Linked DNA regions of Mus musculus: region 1 is linked to region 2. Evidence: chromatin contacts called from public HiCAR-type data. All regions are on one chromosome and are shown on one strand. Each heading gives the region's core, a stretch centred on a gene start, on an enhancer-like site or on the middle of the called end of the contact. The rest is flanking DNA. Distances are from core to core; before and after follow the strand shown. Region 1 overlaps Gfm1 (G elongation factor, mitochondrial 1). Region 2 holds the start of Ssr3 (signal sequence receptor, gamma).

What was found. HiCAR-type assays count read pairs that join an accessible place to other places.
Region 1: a HiCAR-type map of astrocytes shows a contact between it and region 2, with 4 times the contacts expected there. The contact joins the enhancer-like site here to the promoter of Ssr3 in region 2. A contact is called at or near these places in 5 of 39 promoter capture datasets (hematopoietic stem and progenitor cells, hippocampal neurons, liver and 1 more) and 1 of 115 datasets of contacts at active chromatin or transcription factors (astrocytes).

The regions. Positions count from the first base shown.
Region 1 is chr3:67,457,098-67,461,543 of GRCm38.p6, reverse strand. It overlaps Gfm1 (G elongation factor, mitochondrial 1), which reads right to left. Exons shown (of 18, transcript NM_138591.2): 13 at 3,574-3,656. It overlaps Lxn (latexin), which reads left to right. Exons shown (of 6, transcript NM_016753.4): 3 at 55-232; 4 at 486-622; 5 at 2,888-2,950; 6 at 3,217-3,545. The coding sequence ends at 3,315. Among named protein-coding and RNA genes, the nearest start is that of Lxn, 4.6 kb to the left of the region's middle. Within about 2 kb of position 1,428, at least 13 of the 459 cell types and tissues checked have an H3K27ac peak or open chromatin away from gene starts, as enhancers often do. A contact at or near this core is called in astrocytes, where this site is marked.
Region 2 is chr3:65,389,914-65,394,123 of GRCm38.p6, reverse strand. It overlaps Ssr3 (signal sequence receptor, gamma), which reads left to right and starts at 1,571. Exons shown (of 5, transcript NM_026155.3): 1 at 1,571-1,719; 2 at 2,673-2,799. The coding sequence starts at 1,587. It also overlaps the pseudogene Gm5540.

The DNA of each region.
Region 1 (4,446 bases), core at 179-2,678, 2.1 Mb before region 2:
GCCATCTGTAAGACTGATCTTTTGTGTTACTTTTGTAAAAAATGCTCTCAACAGCAAGTTACAGTGAACTGCACAGCTGAAGTTCTTTACCCCCAAATGGGACAAGGCTCTGCACCAGAAGTCAACTTCACATTCGAAGGAGAAATCGGCAAGAACCCAGATGAGGAAGATAACACATTTTATCAAAGCCTCATGTCTCTGAAGAGACCGCTGGAAGCACAGGACATCCCAGGTACACACATAGCGCATGGGAAATGATGTTCTGCCAACTTGAGATGCACCTCTGCTGTCCATCCTCAAAACTGTTTCATGGTATCTAGGTTGGAAATAACTAGACTTTTGCAAAAATACTTACTTCGAATCTAAGCCAGCAATCAAAAGAGGCTTTTTGGAATTTTATACATTCATGGCTTAATTTAGTGTTTACCCATGTTAGATAGCATAACTATGACTTAATTTTTAATCTAAAATGTTTTCTCTACCAGACAATTTTGGAAATGTGTCTCCACAAATGAAGCCAGTCCAGCACTTAGCCTGGGTCGCCTGCGGTTATGTAATGTGGCAGAATTCGACTGAAGACACATGGTATAAAATGTTAAAAATTCAGACGGTCAAGCAAGTGGTACGTAGTCTCTACACAGTGTGCTATTAACAGTAATACAGACAAGGCACTGGAGTTTGGAGTTGGATAGTGTTCCTATTGCTGTCTTGTATTGAAACCAGTGAGGCTGGCAGTCTGAAGGCACTGCTAGTCAGTCAGCTTAGAGGAAGCACGGAGAGCAACAACACTGGTCCTGAAGGTCAGGTGGCTTGTTAGAGAGAACCCAGACGAGGCCTCTGTTCATAATACCTGCCTTCCCAACAGCTGCCTCTGGTTAGTGTGCTTTCCGGGGTCACCCGATATGGGAAGTGAGTGTGAGCAAGACTAAGGGTTTTCTATGAAGCACCTTCTAATAATGAGTAGTTCTAGACTGCATTTTCACAGGCTTACGGTTTGTCTTTCATGCCAAGAAATTCAGATTTTGTTATCTGTGATGCTTTGTTCAGATCCGTTCCAGAGCAAAAGGGTTGTAGCTTTGTTAGTACGTATACAACAAACACTCAGATACACTGTACACTTTCAAGGAATCACCCTGTCCCTAATTTGGTTTCCACAGGTCCTGAGGGCCACTTTTTATAGCACTCACAAGTAAAGCCGCACTTCCAAAACTATCAAGTTGTGAGTCCAAATCTGACACTTTTTAATGTTTTTTAAATATATATATGTAATATATATATGATATATGATATATATTTTTTCCTTTGGTCTTAAAGAGTAGCTCCTTTAGCAACCTCACTAGTGAATCTGAACGCTATTGTCAAGTACTGCAGAGCTAACTGCATTTTTCTTTACTGAATGCTAGTTCCATGGCTACCCAGAGACAAGACTGGCATTTCCCCCTAGAGAGAATTGTGGCACTGTGGTCTCTGTCTGTAAACTTGGAGCAGTTTGAGTTGTTCCTTGGCTCATTCGGGATTCTTTTCTCTAATCCTTTTAGTCACAGTTTATGACCTCACATTTTGTTAGGAGCCGTATGATTTCTTAAGCCTGACACCATGGTCATGGAGAAATGCATTTTCCTAGGGCAGAAATGCATAGGAACATGTTCTTTAGTTTATACCTTTTGAGGTTAAAGAGGAAATCCAACTAGTATCTAATGGAAAACAAGAATGAGTACTGGGAAGCAAAAAGGTTGTTTCTGTCAATTCTGAGAGAAAAGGGCTTCCTGCTGCCCTCTTTCAGCTTTCAGGCAACCAACAGCACAGCATCACTGTCTTCAGGGCCTCTGTCACCACTTACTAGACACAGCCGGTGACAGCTCTCGGAGACAGAGGCCAAAGCTTACGAAATAGAGTCTGCTTTTCAGGTGCATTCACAGATACCAACCAACCTTGGCCACGGCATTCCTTTAAAGGCCCTGAACTACCAATCCAGGCCAGGTACAGGCCATACAACCACAGTCAAGAATCTTCAAGCTACATCCACCAACATACAAGCCAGCGGTTTTACGCTCACAAAAATAAACCTATCCATCTTCTCTGTATTTGAGCGGTATCCCCGAGAGCCCCGGCAGCAGGCTTAAGTACTGCTTAGTTCATGCATGTCATACGTCTGTACCTATTAAAATCCAACATGGAGGATGCCATCCATGTCAACAATGACGTTAGGGAACTCTTTGCTTCCACACTCAAAGGAAAACTTACTTCAGTAGGGAGTGGTAGCTGTGGGCTGCATGTATAACAAACAGTGCGAGCTGGAGGAGCCCCAGGAGCGTGTGCTGCCCACTGGAGTCTCAGCACAGCAAGAAGCCTTCAGAAGCCGCAACCTCATGGGGCACAGCACACTTCTCATGATGTCTACAGCTACATAGATGCAGTGGTTCTATGTAGCTCACTGCATAATTGCTTTTTATTCCTGAGTAACAATCAGTACGGAACAAAGCTTTAACTGTAAAATCAGATAGCTTAGTCATTACATTTTATTATTGTCAGTTTTCTAAAGAATGTTATATAATTGGTTTCTTTTAATATGAGTTCCCATTGCCATTACTGACACTAGGGTTCATAAATAAAAAGCTACATACAGTAATGCTTTTAAATAGCTGCCACAAATTGGAAGGTGAAAAATCAGAGAAGCGATTTTTTAGAGTAACAAATGCCAAGTAATGATTTTTAAAAAATGGCTTGAAAGAATATTTGAAAGAAGAATTGTTATTATTTTAAGAAACTAGTTTTCTGCCAGGCTAACCTGAAGTGAATAAATCAACATTAATGCAAAAAAGAAATTAAGATGTCATTTTTGCCATGATGTTGTCTAAGCATTTTGTTGTTGTTGTTGTTGTTGTAGCAAAGAAACGATGACTTCATTGAGTTAGATTACACCATTCTACTCCACGACATTGCATCGCAGGTAACATATACAACTTTTCTTTATTTGATGCCACTCTGAAAATCAAGAATTGCTTTGTAGCCACACAGTCCCTTTACTCCTTTTGAAACTAAGTAAAAGTTACTGACAGTTAAGACAGGCACCAAGTCGAAGTGTATCATCCTTGTAGCGACTGGATTTGCCTGATGCTATTTCTGCTGAAGACATTTTAAATAGTAGCATCAAGACAATAGAAACCCAATTATATTTTCTAGTCTCACAATGACATTAGCTTTCTTTACTTGCAGGAGATTATTCCCTGGCAAATGCAAGTCCTGTGGCATCCACAGTACGGCACAAAAGTAAAACACAACAGCCGCCTCCCAAAGGAAGGGCAGGCGGAGTGAACAAGACGCTAACCCGTAGACAACCGTCAGCATGCTCGCTAACCACGTGTGTGACTGGCCTCACTGGCATCTAGCCTAACGGGCCAAAGGAATACCAGTGTCACTCTTTATGTCTTGGCTACAGTACCGAGCTGCATAGATTCCATAATAAAGAATAGTACTACCTAAAAATGTCTTTCCAACAGTAATGGTACTATGTCTATCCCCTAATAAAACTTCACTTCAGCCTCACGGAGTCTAATTGCATTGTATACTTACGGCACTGGGGCAACAATGGTCTCTCTAAAGGCTACTTTGGGTTTTCCTGTGATACAAGGGCAGCCATATTCTCTCTCCATTCTCTAAAATGAAAGAAAAAAATACCATAGTAAAATTCACATTCACATTCAATAAAATATAGTAAATAACTGAACAGCAAAGTTTAAATTATTTTAATAACTGTTAAGAATCAGATGTGATATTCTAATAACACAAACAACCTTTACATATCTTATAGAAGTGAATTCTAATTTTGACTCATTAATTTATACTTAGTACCAACTGCTCTATCTGCTAAAATTTACAAAGTTTCCTATTTGTACACAAGCTCAGTGAAATAACATAAAACCTGTTGTCGGGGCTTTTAACACACGATGACAATCTCGTATCGCTTGTTTACAGTTGACCACATAGTTGCATTTGATCTTGGGAGACTCTTTAATCTGTACTGAGCTGGCCTCCATGTTTTAAATTTAATTAATACATTATTCTCTGAGATGGGGCTTCTCGGTGTAACTCTGTTTGGAACTCATTATTGGACTCCAGTCTGGCCTTGAACTCAGAAAACCCATCCAGCCTCTCCCTCCTGAGGTCCAGGACTAACGGCTACCTTGCCCAGCCCTTACTTTTCAAGTGCTCATTTGTGTCCGTGCATGCGTGTACTATGTCGTCATGTACATGTGGGCAAGAAGAGGGCACTGATCCCCTGACACTGGAGTTGTGAGCCGTGCAACCTGAGTGCTAGCAACTGAGTTTAAGTCCCCTGCGAGAGCACAAGGTGAATTTAGCCACTGAGCCCTCTCTCCAGTCCTCATGGAAGAAATGTCCTGGGGGGATAGGAATAAAAACATGCCATCTCCTTAAGGCTTGCTT
Region 2 (4,210 bases), core at 322-2,821:
TGAACTGGATGTTGATGGGGTCGTAGCAGGACAAGAACCGCTGGTTGTACCGCAGCTGGGCTAGGTTCTGTTCCTTGCCACCGGCTGCCACGATGTTATCCAGGAGCAGGGTCCCCGGCAGAGGGGCATCCACGGAGATGACTGTAGTCAGGTCTGGGAGTCTCTCACTCTTCAAGGCCCCTGGCTGAGCCTTTTCCAGCTCAGGACAGACCTGCTTCAGGATGTCGTAGTACTGCTGGGTCTTGAATTGTTTGGGAAACACAATACCTTTGCAGCCTACCTTTCTGAGGACATATTCCAGTTCTGAGGACTGGTAGGCTGGGTTCACAGACACCAGGATGATGCCTGCCTGGGCAGTAGCCAGCTGAATAAGTACCCAGGCATAGGAGTTGGGTCCCTGCATGCCCAGCCGGTCACCCTTGCGGAGGCCAATGCTCAGAAGACCAGAAGCAGCTTTGTCCACCTCCTCCTTGAGCTGCGCAAAGTTCAGCCTGATGTTTTCATGGAGGATAACCAAAGCCTCTCTGTCGGGGAACCTCTGCGCTGTGGCGTCAAGGCACTCGCCCACAGTTGTGTTCACAAGATGGGAGTCGGTGTGGCCCTGAATGTAGCTGAGGCCTCCAATGGGCAAGGGGTTGGTGCAGTTCACCATTCCAGAACTGAGAGCGCGGACACTCTGCAACTTCGAGTTCGGCCGAGGGCGAGTGAGCAGCGTCCGGGGGCCCCGCGCCCCCAGGCTCGCGATACACAGCCTCCCGAAGCGCAGCATCCCGTGATAGACAGCCATGGCTCGCTTCCGCCGCGGGTCTGGGCCAGGAGTAAAACTCCACAAGAGTTTTTTTATTTTCCAATTCTAAAGACTGTAATGAGAGAGTCTTTTAGAGGCTAAGAGGCTTTGTTGATTAAAATGATGTAATAGTAATAATAATAATAATAATAATAATAATAATAATAATAATAAATTAAACCATGCAGATGGCTCAGAGGGTAAAGACACAAACGTGACAATTTGGTTCAATCTCTGGGACCCAGAAAGTAAAAGTAGACAACTAACTTCCTCAAGTTGTGTTCTGACAACGTTGTGGCACGGCCCTCCAACCAATCAATCAATCAACTAATCATCAATCAACCAATGAGCCAATTGTTCAATCAATGTAATAAATTTAAAAAGAAATATAAAGTGCACATGTGGAATGAAATACCAATAACGTTAGTTAGTTCGTTAGCTAGCTGGTTAGTTAGTTAAAACAGTACTGCTTGTATGGTTGCTCATTTCGATTATCCAAGCCTGTCTCTGGAGACTGAGGCAGGCGAGTTAGAGAGCAGCTCTAAACTACACACTAAACTACAAATCCCTTCATTCTTTGTGGCATTGAGGCGCCACGTACCCTGAAGGATGCGGAAGTCTTGTTCGCATGCCCAATCGTACCTCGACGCTTGTGAAACGACGGCAAGATGGCCAATCCCGAAGCAGCGTACCCTGCGGAGTCCCGCCTCCGCGTTGCGCTGACGGGTCGCGGGCGGATACGCGGCCTTCTGAACCTTCCCTGCCTCCCTGCTCCCGGCCTCCAGTCTTCAGCTCGGCCATGGCTCCCAAAGGCGGCTCCAAGCAGCAGTCCGAGGAGGACCTGCTCCTTCAGGATTTCAGCCGCAACCTGTCGGCCAAATCGTCGGCGCTGTTCTTCGGGAACGCGTTCATCGTGTCTGCCATCCCCATCTGTGAGCTTCGGGCGGGCGGCGGTGGCGGCGGGGACGTGGCGGGCGCGGCGGGGAGGCCTAGTGTCCGGAGCAGCGTCCTCGGGAAGTCACTCGCGGCGTGCTTCTGAGCCGGGCGCGGGTTCTGGCCCGGAATCTCTTTTTGGTACACTGCCCTTCTCCTCACCACTGTTGGACACTAGGATGTCTTTAATGAACCGGGCGGGGGAGCCACTGATAAACCTTCACTGAATTAGCAGCGTGACCCGTGGCAAACCTCCCCTTACTCCCGAGCATCCTTTGGACGTGCAGAATGCCAAGTTAGGCCTTGCCCGAGGTCCGCGATCAGCCTTGTTTAGGATTTCAATAACTCCTAGAGAGCAGCTCGAGCCTTCTCGATTGAATGAGAAACTGCCCACTTGAAGGCCAAAACTGTCTCCAAGTCCAGGTTTTCCGAGTTTCCTGTCTCCTGACCCGCACTGCCGCAGTGCTGCAGGCCAATCATGTCCAAAAAAAGTTCTTTGTTATTTTGGCCTTGTAAAAAGCTCAGCTTGCAGTGAATGTGGTGTGGAGCCCCCTGGGTTCACTGGCCCGACAAAGCATTGTTTGGATTTCAGTGAGCAGCCACGTCAGCAAGTTAACCAAAGTTTTGGGACAGCGGTTGATTTAAAATGGCCCGTGTTTTAACTTCCTAGTATTCCATGAGTGAAATTGTTATTATTTGTAATCCCCACTCCCAGTTTGTTCTCAAGTTAGAAGATGAAATTTCTAGACTAGCAATATCCCCACAGCCTACCTTTCTGTACTGGGAAAGCCCTGAACTGGGACAAACCCAGTTTATTGTCTATCTCACCTCTAGTGAAGTTTTTCGGATACTGGGTGGGATTTACTGACTCTCATTTACCTGGCTTAGCTGTAGTCTGGCATGTGCAATGGGGCAGTGATGTTGTGTGTCCCTTGCTTTTGTCTTATCTCAGGGTTGTATTGGAGAATATGGCATATGGATCTCATCCAGTCTGCTGTGCTCTACAGTGTGATGACCTTAGTAAGCACTTACTTAGTAGCCTTCGCGTACAAGAATGTAAAATTTGTTCTGAAGCACAAGTAAGTACCCTAAACCCAACCCCAGTCTGCATATTTTATGTTAGGGGGTCTTAAACATGATTTATAAGCATTAGTTTGAAATGTGTATGTAGTTAATCGTGAACCATATGACACTTCTGTGGAAATAGGTTTTGAGGGTGGAGTTTGAATATTCATTCCCAGTCTTCAATTGATGGTTTGGTCAGAAAAACAAGTCTATTAAATCAATGAATGTTTCCGAAACTCAGTGGATTTCTTTCTAGAAATTATTTTAGGCTGCCCATTTACTAATTTTGGAAGCAAAAAATTAAAAATTCTCTGACATTTTCAATGCCAGTTACTTTTTTTTTTTTTTTTTTTAATCTTGTAAGTCTATTCACTGTAGAAGACAACCCTATTTCTTGAATTTCAAGATCACGTATAAGACGAATTATTTTACTAGCTTTAGGAGAAGAAAACCCAAGTTTTTTTTTTTTTTTACACAAAGTTCTTTCTTTTTAAAAAATTTTTATATGAGTATACTATAGCTGTTTTCAGACACACTAGAAGATAGCATTGGATCCCATTACATATATTCTATGAGCCACCATTTGGTGGCTGGGAATGGAACTCAGGACCTCTAGAAGAGCAGTTAGTGTTCTTTAACCACTAAGCCATATCTCCAGCCTGGAAAACCTAAGTTTTACCTCAGTAAATTTTTATGTTTTAAGCACTTGTGTACTCTGCTTTCCTAAAAATAAAACAGGAGGGTGTAGCAGGCTATTCCCTTATTTGTTCAATAGGGCCTTTTAGGTTTTTCTTTGAAGTATTATTATTTTTTTTAAAAATAATTAACTCTTTTACTTTTGAACTGCGCTTGTGTGTTTGTGTCTGTGGTTTGGTGTGTCTCTTGCCTGAGGGGCCAGAAGATAGTGATAGATTTCTGGAACTGGAATTGCACATAGTTCTGAGCCACCTGATAGAGGTGCTGGGAACTGAACTCAGCTCTTCTGCAAGAGCAATGTGTACTCTTAACTATTGAGCCTTCTCTTGAGCTTCTAAAGTAATTTTTTAAAGGCAGTAGGTATTCCGATCTTAAATTTGTCATCTATTTACTGTTTTAAAATTTCTCACAGTATCCACACTTGACTAGAAACTAGTTTTGTTTAGATTGATATAGCAGTCTGCATCTGGTCTCTTGAAACAAAATTTAGAGTGTACTCTGACACACATTGCTTAAAGCTATTTGATGATACTTTTCCTTGCATTGTTTATATTTTATGGGATAAAAAATCACACATGCTCGTGAGGGGCTGGAGTGGTGGCTCATTGGTTAAGCTACTCGATGCTCTTCCAGAGGACTCAGTTTCAATTCTCAGCACCCACATGGTAGCTCACAACTGTCTGTAACTCTAGTTTTAGGGGATCTTATGCCTCCTGGTCTTGGGTACCA